Regions from separate parts of the Mus musculus genome. Here region 2 is linked to region 1. The links are chromatin contacts, called in public Hi-C maps. All regions are on one chromosome and are shown on one strand. The core of a region is the stretch at or near the end of the contact, and the rest is flanking DNA. Distances in the headings are between cores, read along the strand shown.

Region 1 (6,563 bases), core at 68-2,567:
TGCCTTCCCCAAACTACCATCCACCTCAAGGTGGACAACTACAGAACAAATTTGAGAGTTGCAAACGGAGGCAAAAATACCATCTAATCTAGATGAGTAAATAATAAATGAAACGTCTCGATATATGGATACGGGTGAAACATCCATTAAATAAAGGCCGGTTGGCACGTCAATCAATCCACAACACCAAGCAAGGGTTTTCGTTTTTCTAAATATCTTTCTCCAGAATAATGGCTTCTAATTGGATATACAAATGTTTTTTTTCTCTCTTGTAAATATAATACGGCCACGTTAACAAAATCCTTTCAGAGGACCCGATGACATAGTTTGCGAGAGCAGTTCGTGGCACTGCCCTCCTCGGCCTCGGTCGCGAGGGACACAGTCTGCACCCCAGGGCCGGACAGCAAAGCGGTAAACCTCGACTGCTCCCCTAGGGAAAAGGCGTTCTGTGGCTCACCCCTTGCAAAGAAATAAAAACTTTACATTAAGTCTTTAGATAAGACCGGGAACCAAACTTCCCAGGGCGGGGGAGGGGGGAGGGGAAATCTCACCGAGGATTTTGTTCTTGAGTTCTTGTCCAAGAGAGAAGTAAAATTCCAAACACAGACAAAATAAAATCCCAAACGTCGTCTTCGGTATTTCTGTGTATTAACCCAGTATCCAGAGAAGGGTCAGAGCGACCCGGAAAAGAGGAAACAGTTACTGAATCAAACCTCCTCTTCTGGCTTTTACAGACTCCGCGTCCGAGGCGTCAGGGAAGCAAGACCACTCGGCTACTCCCCCAAGCTGGCGGTCAGCAGCCCCAGCCCGAGACCCGGGTCAACCGGGCCGCGGGAAACACCCTCCTCTCGGTACCCTCAGCCGGCCACAGCCGCTACCGAAGCCCAGGAACCGCGGCCGATCAGCTGAGACCCGCCCGGCCGACGCTCCCCGCGCCGCCCGGCCCCCCGGAACGCGGGCCCCGGCCCCGGGGGGCGGAGAGGGCGGGAGCAGCGAAGCGCCCTGACCGGGGGCCTTCGGCTGCCTTTGCGTCGTCCCCTGAGCCGGGGCTCCGCGCTGCGGGACGATCCCCCGTACACCCCCAGCTACTCCCCAGTAGCAGAGGAGGGACTCCGGGGGATGGGCCCCCTGACGTTGCCCTTCCACGCGAAGAGCCCACTGCCCGGGAGGGAAACAACCGCGACGGGCCCGGGAACTGGAAAGGTGCTCTGCGGCCCGCCGCCGCCGCCGCCGCCGCTGCCGGGGAGGGGTGTTGTTTCCCTCACACAGGAGGATCCGCTGAAGCAGCCGCCGCCATTTTGAACCCGTCAGATTCTCACATACACACAGCTCCTCCGGCCTCACTGCGCAGGCGCCCTCTCTTCACCACCACCCCCTCCCTCCCGTCGCCTCTCCACCCCCACCTCTTTCGAGCCTCCCTGCGCGTCTTACCGCTCTCCGGGACACACGTGAACGCGCACGCGTCACTCCCCCCACCCCACCCCGCCCCCTCTACCACGGACACACCGCCGGAGCGCGCACGCGCCGATTGCGTCGGCCTCGAATCGCCCGCGCCCCGCGACGCCGACGCGGTTCCCCGCCCTCCCCCCCTCGCGTCAGCCCGCACGCCCTCTGGCCGGCCTACCGCCCCCGCTCCCTGCCCGCCTCCTCTCAGGTCGCCGGCTCGACCGGGTGCCTGCGCCTGCGCGCCAGTCGCGAGCCTCCTCCGCGCGCGCTCTCTCTCTCCCCCACACCCGCACACAGACACACACGCACACACAGACGCGCGCGCGCGCGCACACACACACACACACACACACTCGCAACTTCGCCGGTGACCCCGCCCACCGCCGGCCAGCTGCGCCAGCCGCCCTCCCTCCCCCACTACTCTAGGGAGGGTTGTGACCCCCGACCCCCACAAAACACAGCACCCCGCCCCAAGCAGTAGGAAGCATCTCCCCTTCCCCTTCGAGCCACCTCTGCTGGGTGGTCAGACGGGTCACACAAACGTGGGCCAGACGGCCTGGGTCAGGGCAGCCGTTGGCCGCTTCAACGCGGGGTCCCCCGGGGTCATGCCATGGGAGCGGGCCAGAGCCGGGTGCTGTGCTCGGGTCTTGTCAGACCCAGGGAGTGCACGGAAAGAAGCGCCCTCCCGCCGGGCGCCCTCCCTCACGCGCCGGCCGGCCGAGGCCCACCTGCTCGCCATCCCGGAGTAGGCCCCTGCGCCCCCCGCTGCAGGGCCTGGCCGCCCTTAGCACGGGGGGAGCTCCTGTCCGTGCAGCGAACCGGTTTCGCCTCACCCACTCCTCGCCGCTCCGAAGGGGCAGGAACCGGTAGCAGTAGCATGTCTGTCCCGAGCTCTGTTCCCTCAGGGCAGCTCCAGACGCTTGACAAGGGAGTCCACAGGTGCTGTGCGCGACAGTGGGATCCACGACGGCTCAGGGGTGGCAGCAGCTAGCACACCCCACTGCGGGCCGCAGGCTCCCAGGGAGGTGGCCCAGGGAGCCCCTGCTGTTGGCCACGCTCAGGTTTCCGTAGCGCCGGTGCCCTCGGCGGCCCGGGTGGGACGTGACCCCGCCCCCGGCGAGTCGGGGCACCCCCCACGGAGAGGGGCGCGGGCCGCCCCTAACCCCAGGGCCGCGGCTTGCGAGGGAGGCCCAGCCGAGAAAATGTCTCCGGTTTGTGTGCGCAGCTTCGCGCGAGGGTCAGCGATGGGGCAGCGGCGGCCCAAGCTGCTCGGCCCTGCCGACGAACCGGCTCCCGCGGCTCGACAGCCGCCCGACGGGCAAGCGGGCTCCGGACGTCGACGGAGCCCAGCCAGAGGTAACAGCAATGCCATGCGAGCAGCCCAACTGCGCTCAGGGCAGTTCCCCAGCCAATCTCGTGCTTTGAGGCCCGTTTAAATTGTAAATCCCACAAAGGACGGTGGCCTGGACGCTACACATCCAAGTGCTTGAGGTTGGCACTTTCCCCTTGCTGACTGGTGTCACATTTTTTTCTCCCTGCCTTGGTTTCCAACTCTTCACCTTGATTCTGAAGAGTCTGGGTTGGAAGAGGAAGACTACCGTGGTAGAGCTATCATAATAACGTTCGTAAACAGCCTTCTAGGTCTTTTAGGAAGACGTTAGTGGCCGACAGTTGGAAAAAATGATACTTTCTTTTGCTATCACAGTTTGAACTGGGGTAAAGAAAGACACTCCTTAAATCCAAAGTATTACTTAATACAGCAAAAAGTTTTGCACACAGGATTTTAACAGACATTCTCTGCTGCTTTTCACATCTTTAGTAGACAAGAGAAAGAGCTTTGTGTTTCTAAACTCGTTTTAAAACTAAACAATGGGAATATAAGATTAAACGTGTGCATATTACTGTGATAGAGGTTCACAGCTCTGCAACTGCCAACAGAAACATCTCACAACAAAAGTGATTGGTTTGTATGGTCTCATTATCTTGCAGCCAGGCACTGAGCAAAGTCACTTTATTCTGATACCAGTTGCTTTTCAGACTTTTTAGAGCATTGCTTCGAAGAGTCACTGTCAGAAACTTTGCCAGATTGAAGGCCTCTTTTGGTGTTCCAGGCTATAGTAAAATATGTTTTAAACTAGTACTCTTACCCGTGTGGTGACTCACACTTGGGAGGCAATCCTAGGACTCCACAGAGGCTGAGGCAGGAAGAGTCCCATAAGTTAAAAGCCAACCTATGTGGATAATGAATTCAGGTCAGCTTGGCCTTACAGAGTGCAACCCTGTCTCAGAAAAAGGCGGTAGTCTTTTATATCCAGTGGCAGGTGTGGCCCCAAAGACATCAGGATTTTTGTAGCTATAAAACAAAAATCTCAACTACACTACAGTAGGGGAACTGACTAAACAATACTGTCTCTACAGGCTGGCTGCCATCTACCAAAGCAGATGGCCCATCGTATTACCCCAAATCATAGTGGCTCTGATGGGTAGGGGCAGATCTGGGAGGACTACTGTTTTGCCTTTAATCATTCCAGAAGTCTAGAACTGGGGCAGTTCCCCAAGAAGGCCACTAGACCTTTGAACTATGGAGCTAAAGAAAGAGGAGATAAGTGGTTTATGAGAAGGAAGAAAAAAAATCCTAGAAGCCTTGATAAAATGGTCCCTATCTGGAATCATCTGGTATCTTAATAAACTGTAAACTCATTTCAGCTTTTTATGCATATGTGTGTCAGTGTCTGTCTGCTTGCCCTCATAGTGCATACAAACCCAAATATGCGAGCCTATGTATGGAGGCAAGGTGTGTATCGGCTAGAGGACAACCTTGGGTAACATTCCTCAGGGACCATCTACCTTTTTCTTCTTTTAGAGACAAAGTCTCCCACTGACCTGGAACTCCCAAGTAGGTAAGCTGGCTGGCCAGGGTACGCTAAGGAAATATCTGTCTATGCCATTCCATCATTAAGATTGCAAGTACAGTATGAGTACCCATCTCTTTTTACATGAATTCTAAGGCTCAAACTCAGGCAAGCACTTTACCAACTGGGCCATTTTATCAGCCCCAGTATCTTTCTTTGTTGGTGGTAGTTTGTTTTTGCTTTTTGACGTAGGATTTCTCTGTGTGGCAGAGCCCTGGATGCCCTGGAACTCTGTAAACCAGGCTGGCCTTGAATTCAGAGATCTGCTATATTAGTCAGGGTTCTCTAGAGTCACAGAACTTATGAAATGTCTCTATATATTAAGGGAATTTATTGGAATGACTTACAGTCTGCTGCCCAACAACGGGCAGGTATGAGTGGGAAGTCCAAGAATTTAGTAGTTGCTCAGTCCCACAAGGCTAGGTGTTTTAGCCAGTCTTCTTATAGGCTGAAATCCTGAAGAAGCAGGTTCCAACAGATCTGCTGGCAGATGTGTGCAAGCAGGTAAAGAAAAATGAACCCTTCCTCTTCCTGTTGTCCTTGTGTAGGCTTCCAGCAGAAGGTGTAGCCACCATTAAAGGTATGCATAACCATGCCTGGACCTAAGCTTTTCTATACATGAAACTTGCTCTGTCCCAGGCTGGCCTTGAACTCAGAGATGTGCTTGCCTGTCTCCTGTACCACCTTACCTGAAACTGAGCTTTTTCATGGCTACTAAGCCTCAATATCTGGCTCAAAAGCATGTGCCATCCCATGTCAAGATCCAAATCAGAAGCCTGTGTCAAGATCTCAGGTGAGCCCTCCATTTCTGGATTGTAGTTCATTCCAGATGTAATCAAGTCGACAACCAGGAACAGCTATCATATCTGTCTACCTCTGCCTCCCCGAGTGCCGAAACTAAAGGCAAGTGCTACCATATCCAGCTTCCATCTTTCTTTCTCTTTGTTTTTTGTTTTGTTTTTCATTTAAGACAAGGTCTCACTTGAGCAGTCCTGGATGGTCAAGAAGTTGCTATGTAGACCAAGGTGGTCTAAAGTCAGACACCTGCCTGTCTCTGTCTCTGACCTTGGTATTACAGGTAGGCATCACCACACAATAAATGCTGGACATAGCACGTACTGCTCTTGCAGAGGATATAAGTTTGGTTCCCAACTCCTGTGTTGGCTAGCCTGTAACAATCTGCAACTATAGCTTCATATGTCTTTTTTTTTAAGATTTATTTATTTATTATATGTAAGTACACTGTAGCTGTCTTCAGACACACCAGAAGAGGGTGTCAGATCTTGTTATGGATGGTTGTGAGCCACCATGTGGTTGCTGGGACTTGAACACTGGACCTTTGGAAGAGCAGTTGGGTACTCTTACCCACTGAGCCATCTCACCAGCCCAGCTTCATATATCTTGACAACCACTTTTGGCTTCTACCAGTAACTGCACTCATATACACATACTGTACCTCACCCAAAGACACAAATGCATCCAGGGAATTTTTAAATCTATTTTTTCAAAGATTTATTTATTTATTTTATGTATACAATACACTGTAGCTGTTCAGATGGTTGTGAGCCTTCATGAAGTTCTTGGGAATTGAACTCTGGCCCTATTCACTCCAGCCCAAAGATTTATTTATTATTATATATAAGTACACTGAATTCAATTCCCAGCAACCACATGGTGGCTTACAACTATCTGTAATGGGATCTGATGCCCTCTTCTGATGTGTCTGAAGACAGTGACAGTGTATTCACATATGTAAAATAAATACATATTTTAAAAAGTTAGATTTTCTTTATTTGTGTATGCCAAAGCATACATATAGAGACCAAAGGACAACCTGTGGAAAAGGATTCTCTTCTTCCCCACCATGTGGGTCCCCAGTATAGAACTCAGGTTGTCAGGCTTGACAGCAAATACTTCTGTCTACTTAGCCATCTGGTAGGTGCTATATTTTTGACATATAAATTTAAGAATAGGCTGGAAACTGTTAGCAGGTTACTTGCCTAGTAAGAACAAAGTTTAAGATTCCATACTAGCACTTCATAGAATAGGGCATGATGCTGCACAGCTATAATCCCAGCACACAGGAGGTAGAAGCAGGAGGTCAGAAGTTCAGGGTTGTATTGCCTATATATAGACAGTCTAGGCTACATAAGGCCTTATCTCTAAACAAACAGAAAAACAGCTTTGAGGAAAGATGCTTAGTAT
Region 2 (6,576 bases), core at 3,581-6,080, 2.6 Mb after region 1:
CTCCCCCTCCTGCTGCAGCACAGTCCCCCCTCCCAGGGAGCACTTAGCTGGCTAATGGGCCTCCCGCCGGCAGGCGCCCCTCCCCCGTCCCTAGCTCTGGAGGCCTGGAGCTGCCACCTCCTTTGAGGACCCAGGCATCCTGGTTTTCCAGAGAAAACCTTGCCGCAGTTCTTGTGCTGCTGACCCTGTGACGGGAGCCAGTCTCAGTGAACCTCTTAGTTGAACATAGTGAAAGATGGTTGTTTGCCCAGAGGTGGCAGAAGCCTCGTGGGTGTCCCCAAAGGAGGGGTTGTGCAGCTCCTGGCCCACAGCAGGTGCCCTGAAATCTGTGTTCCAGTGATCTGAGGAACCGAAGGGGCAGACCCATGGGCACCGGCCGGGGTGGGGGCTGTAGCCCCCCCCGCAGGGCTTGGCTGGGGGGGCTCCTGCCTGGGGGCCCCTGTGGGAGCCCCCCCAATACAGAGGAGGCAGCAGCAGCAGGTTTAAAGTAGAACTCATCCAGAGGGGCCAGCCAAGTCACCTAGAAACCCAGAAAGAGTTGGAGCTAGCTCTGGGGGAGGAGGGTCGGCTAAGGAGGAGCTTCCCTACCGGCGCCTTTGCCCCAGGCGCTCAGGCCTCCAGAGGAGCCCTGCCTGGCACTGGCTGTCCTCCAAATCGCCATCATGGCGGCAAACTTAATGAATCTAGTTGTCTTTGGCTGTGGCCTTGTGCAGTGGTGTGATTGTTATCTCCACTTGAGGCCCAGAGAGGGGAAGGGACTTGCCCAAGGTCACACAGCTTCCTGAGAGGATTTAACCCCTCTTTCTGCTTCCTGCCTCTGCTCCCTGGTCTGTAGGAGAAAAGGGGGGGGGGTGCAGGCCTGTCATCTCCCTCCTCTTCTTCTTCCTTCTCCTCCTCCTCCTCCTTCTCCTCCTCCACAAGGACTATAAGAAAATACCCCTTCAGAGCTCCAACTACCACCCACCTCCTCCAGAGATCAGAACCATTAAGAGTGGAGATTGGCCTCTACCCACAGGCTTGCTTTCAAATCCAGGACTCCCTTATCCAGGAGCTAGTTATCACAGTGCAATAAACACACACCCCTCTGTAGACGGGTGACAGGTAGAAAAGAAACTGGGAATGTCAAAGGGGAAAGAGTAAAAAAAGGGCACAGGGGATCCTGCACACCAACGCTAAGGGCAGGATGACTGAGCCCTCCCAGAAGCTTCTGGAAGCAGGGCCTTGAAAAACAGGATGGAAGCTGTTTGTTGAGCCAGGCCCTCTTCTTCCCCCACCACTAATCTCTTGAGGCCAGGCAGCCCCCCATTAGAAGGCTCCCTCTTCCTCTTTGGATGCTTTCTTCCAGCCCTGGAATGGTAATAGAGTTTCTAGGCATGCAGTAATGGGGGGAATAAAGGCAGCTTTTCCGGCCTCTACCCTTGATTAAGGGATTGGTCTGGGCCCACAGGTCCCTCCCCAGGGCCTCTGATTCAGGGAGGTGCTGCAAGCATCCTTAGCTGCTCTCTGGTGGGAGGGGGCCACATTACCATGGGAAGCCACAGCCTGAGGCTGCAGGAGAAGCTAGGCACTCTCCAGTCATAGGAGGGCTGGTGGATGAGCATAGCAGGATGAAGGCTCCAGAGCCCGAGCTCCAGGTCACAGGGAGGTCAGGATCCCGGCCTCCTGGAAGACACGCCTTTCACATGAGTGATTTGCCCACTTCCTGGGCAGAGTCAGGACTTGAATCCGACCCCTTGTGCTTCAAGGCTAGGGCTCCCGTTTGAGCGGCCCAGGTTCCAAGAAAGCTGTAGGCTAGCAGACCCATCTTTCCTCTCACAGTGAATAGTCATTAGAAGAAACAAGACAGAGCAGCAGCCAGCCCCAGGAAAACAAGGATGCTCTGGGGATGACATGGGAGGGAGCCAGAGGGAGAAGCAGGATGGGCATGCCTCTGAAAGGACCTGGCATGTGACATCAAATATATGGTCAAGGGCCAGGAAAGGCAGTGTTCCATATCATCATCTTGGGGGTACAGGCAGGGTTGACGGTCTTCAGAGTCATGGACTCAACTCTCACAGTATCTGTCGCAACCATTCCTTCAAGGTACAAACCCATGCTGGGATTCAAAAAGAGCTGCTCTGCCCTTAGTGGGGTGAGCTGGGCATGCAGGGAATTTGTTCCTGGGAAAAGAGACTCTCCCATTAGTGCAGGCATGGAGGAGGAAGTCAGGCTCAACATGCAAGGGTCACGCCTAAACTGCAACAGCAGCAGGAGCCAACCTCCCGGGCTGTCCAGGCTAGCTGAAGAGAAGCTAATGTCAGACAGTGGGCTGTGGGCTGCTAAGGGAAGAAACATCAGCTTACTGCAGTGCTTCCCCCCACTGAGAACCAGAGGGCTTCCCCCCCAGCCGCTCTCCTCAGTAAGCAGCTCACTCCCCACCTGCCTTCTCGGCTTACTTATTTATTGTTTCATGTATCACAAGCTGGCTTCAAGCCCACCCAGCAGCCAAGGATGAGCCCGAACTTCTCAGCCTCCTGCCTGCACAACTGCGATGATAACAACTGTATGTGGTGCTGTGGATCGAACCCACGGCACGGTGCGTGCTAGGTAAGCACTGTTCCAAGGCGGCTACTTCCCCAGACTCATCTCCCTTTACTTTATCTTTACGGTACTGGGAATCAAACCCATACCCTTGCACATGCTGGGCAAGTGCTCTACCCCTGACCTACATCCCTAAACGCTGTGGCTTCTCTCCAAAAAAATAGCATCGAGGGGGCTAAAGAGATGCTTCAGAAATTAAAAACACTTGCTCTTGCAGAGGACCCAGGTTCAATTCCCAACACCCACATAGTGGCTCACAAACACCTGTAATTCCAGTTCTAGGAAAGTCAAAACCTTGTTCTGTCCTCCATAGTCTTGGGGTGGTACACGTACTGCATACACATATACAAAGTGGTCATAACATAAATTTGTAACACATAAAATAACAAAAAGTAGCATAAAAGAGAAGCCTAGTGGTGCAGGCCTTTAATCCCAGCACTTGGGAGGCAGAGGCAGGCAGATTTTTGAGTTCGAGGCCAGCCTGGTCTACAGAGTGAGTTCCAGGACAGCCAGAACGATACAGAGAAACCCTGTCTCGAAAAAAAAAAAAAAAAAAAAAAAAAGCCTAAAGTCCCGGGTTTGAGTTTGGAGGTAGCAGCATCTGTGGGACCCTAAGCCAAACTCTGAAATCTGCCTGCTCAGAAGATGTCCATACAGGGCTAGGACTTGCTGTCCCTGTAATCTTGAGACTATTTGAAACTGAGAGCCATAGAGACATCCAGAAAGTGCTACACAACCTCCTTGGGTAGTATGAGATGGAGTGGGTGGCAGGAGACTGGTAGAGACTCTGCCTTAGTGTGTGTGTGTGTGTGTGTGTGTGTGTGTGTGTGTGTGTGTGTGTGGTGGTGGTGGTGGTGGTGGTGGTTGTCATACAGCCCGGGCTCAAAATCCCAGCTCCCCCTTTATATAGCCCTGTGACTTAACTATGTGCTCTCACAACTGAAGTGTCCACGAGTTTTCCCGTTTAATGTTCCCCACAGCCTTCAGAGGAAGTCCATCGGTCCCCCCCCCCCCACCCACCACCTCTTTTCGGTCGTTTGTTCAACCAATAGGATGGAGAGTCCTTTGCCTGAGTCTGAGAGTTTTTCGAGCTAGAATTCGGTATGGACCTAATAGTGTCCTAATGCCTGTAGGTTTGACAAGGAGCACGCTGACCCAAGCTAAGGTATCAGCAGAGTCCTCAGAGCTCTGGCCCACCAAATTTTCGCTTTCTAGCAGAAAGACAAAGGAATGAATGAAACAATTTAAAGATGCAGACAGAATAAAGGAAGACTGGAAGGTGGCCTCCTAAAGTGTGAAGGATCGAGAAGTTACTGGGTGAACTAGCTTGCTGTCCCTACAGCAGAACAGGCAGGGGTCCCAATAAACGCTCATTTGGGGTCAACTGCTATTATTACCTTTATCATTGTGAGTTTTGGCTTCCCCACATGCTAGCTCTTTGCACCCGAGTTTCCTCCTTTGCACACGCTCAAGCTGCGGGGCGCCCAGGGCCTCGCCCAGCACAATCCTGCCAGCTCAGAGGGGCGCGCCCCAAACAAGTTTGCGCTTCAATGCGGGCTCTGCAGCTGGGAGGGGCAGCATCGACGAGCCGCTGACTACATTGCCCACAATACCACGCGCGCCGCCATCTCAGCCGGTGGGCGGTGGTCGTCCCAGTCCTGGCTATTGTAAGCCAAACGGCCAAATCTACACGCCCCCACCCCGAGCTCTTCCTTGAGGGGCGTGAGACCAGACCAAGTAGGGCATCCCGGCCGGCACCTGGGCAGTGCCTGGACCCCTTTACACCTCCGATCCCCGGAAGCCCTGTCCACGTGTCGACCCATGCGCGGAAGTTCTCTCGCCCCTTGATGACCAAGGGTCCCGCACGTTCCTCACCGCATCTGCGCCCACACCGTCTCATGCCTAGACTGTCTGTTTCTACCTTAGTGACAGAATGAAACAGGGTCAGAAGAGGACTATGGTCCTAGTGGCGTGAAGATCCAGGCATCCGACACCTAGAAGTCTAGGTTTGAGGCCAGAGGTTAAGTTATAGGAAACCGGACAGACAGTCCCCAAACCCGGCAAAGTAGATCCTCCCCTATCCCCTTTCAGGAGGCGGGGTTGGGGAGAGGGGGCCTGAAGCGGGGCTGGCCCTTTAAGGGGGTGTGGTCGGGGGGCGGGGGAAGAGAGCAAGACAGAGAAAGCGGCAGCGGCGGCGGCTCGGGCGGCGGCCGCGGGGGACAAAGGGCGGGCGGATCGGTGGGGAGGGGGCGGGGCGCGGCCAGGCCAAGCCCGGGGGCTCCGCATGCTGCAGCTGCCCCCGGGCGCCCCCGCCGCCGCCCTCGCCGCGGAGCTGCGCGGAACGGAGCCCGCGAGCTAACCGGAGCCAGCGGCCGGGAGCCAGCCGGCGGGCGTCCGGGAGGCGGCGGCGCAGGGAGGGGCCCGAGCGCGCACGTGGCCCCGGCGGCCGCCATGGCGGACAGCGGCCCCGCGGGGGGCGCGGCGTTAGCTGCCCCGGCCCCCGGGCCGGGCAGTGGCAGCACAGGGCCCCGAGTCTACTTCCAGAGTCCCCCTGGGGCCGCAGGCGAAGGCCCGGGGGGCGCTGATGACGATGGCCCGGTGAGACGGCAAGGGAAGGTCACCGTCAAGTACGACCGCAAGGAGCTACGGAAGCGCCTCAACCTGGAGGAGTGGATTTTAGAACAGCTCACGCGACTCTACGACTGCCAGGTGTGCTCCCCACCCCGCGCGGATACCCTAAAATCGGCCCTAAGTCGGTCTGTCTCCAGAGTCAATGGGAGCTCTGCTGCCAAGCCACCGGTCTTGCACTCGCCGCTCCCAGTGAGTGTGCGCTCTTTCTTGCCTGACCTAAGACACTCTAGCTTTCTCCGCTGCCCGGGACCTTGCGTCCTTCGTGGTACTGCCTCAGGTTAAGCATAGTGTCCTCGCCGAGTCTAGAAGAACTAGATAGCCTGCTGGAGGCAGGGGTCTAGCTTGGGCTAACAGTGAAAGGTCTAGTCTAGTCTGGGCTAGCATCGACACTAGTTGAAAGGTACTAGTTTAACTGTCTCAAGTGTTACAAAGGATCTGAGGAGTTGTTGTGGGCTAGCCTGCCATTCTGTCTACAGAGACAGGTTAACCAGCTCTCCCAGCTCTGGTTCTCCACCCCATGTTCCTTGCTTGTTCAGATGGTGACTCAGGCCCCCAGGGGTAGGGTGGAGGAGTGGGCCTGCCCTCTAATGCCTACCCTAGCCCAGCCCTGGAATGCAGCTGGCTCCAAGTGTGATAGCTGTACCCTTGGGGAGGGGGGTGTACCCCTTTCTCCTCAAAGCATGGGCTCTTTGTTTCCCCTTTATCAAGCATGGGTCTTTCACACTGACCCCTCACCCTCACTTCCTCCCCCCCCCCCCAGGAAGCTGTGACAGGTGTTTGGGGGAGGGGAGGGCTGTGATGAACTAGGACAGCTGGCCCACCAGTGCTCTGGTGAGCCGGAGGTCCCGGATGCTGAGAAGGCACATCTGCTAGGTTCAAAGCCCAAGGTCCCCAGCCCTGTCTGTCTGGCGCCCCTGGTGCCCACTGGCAGGGACAGGAAGTTCCCCCTCATTGGGCAATTTGCCTTGGCACAGACCTGATCTGTTTTCCTTCCCAGAGCAGCTGTCTTTGCTGGGCAAGGAGGGCTGGGCTGGTTTTGAGTGAGGCAGGGAGCCCTCTCCACACCCTCTCCTGGCTGAGACACTTGTCTGTGCTTCTCCCCGCCTCTACCCCAGGAGGAGGAGATCCCGGAGCTCGAGATAGATGTGGATGAACTTTTAGACATGGAGAGTGATGATACCCGGGCTGCTAGGGTCAAGGTAAGCTGAGGTCACCTAGTGGAGGGTTGTCTGGAGACACGGCCCCTTGGGGAGGCTTGGCCCTAGGGCCATACCTTCTTTGGTTTGGGTCATCTGCCTCTGGAAAAATAAGGCTCACGGAACTTAACTTAGCTATGTTCCTAAGTGGCCTCAGTCCCTGGGGAGG

Evidence for each region. Hi-C and Micro-C count contacts between places; a contact is called where the count stands out from the background.
Region 2: a Hi-C map of B cells shows a contact between it and region 1, with 5 read pairs. The contact joins the promoter of Ppp1r14b here to the promoter of Kdm2a in region 1. A contact is called at or near these places in 4 of 39 promoter capture datasets (cranial neural crest, hippocampal neurons, liver and 1 more), 1 of 484 Hi-C or Micro-C datasets (B cells) and 2 of 9 other capture datasets (adipose tissue and liver).

The regions. Positions count from the first base shown.
Region 1 is chr19:4,395,760-4,402,322 of GRCm38.p6, forward strand. Kdm2a (lysine (K)-specific demethylase 2A) reads right to left here and starts at 1,318. Exons shown (of 21, transcript NM_001001984.2): 1 at 552-1,318. It overlaps 9430078G10Rik (transcription initiation factor TFIID subunit 4), which reads left to right and starts at 125. Exons shown (of 3, transcript XM_030251152.1): 1 at 125-134; 2 at 571-1,691; 3 at 2,352-2,882. The coding sequence starts at 125. The coding sequence ends at 2,882.
Region 2 is chr19:6,970,218-6,976,793 of GRCm38.p6, forward strand. Ppp1r14b (protein phosphatase 1, regulatory inhibitor subunit 14B) reads left to right here and starts at 4,831. Exons shown (of 4, transcript NM_008889.2): 1 at 4,831-5,289; 2 at 6,327-6,410. The coding sequence starts at 5,032. Gm52400 (a long non-coding RNA gene) reads left to right here. Exons shown (of 3, transcript XR_003952919.1): 3 at 2,462-3,010. It also overlaps a transcript of Plcb3 not described here.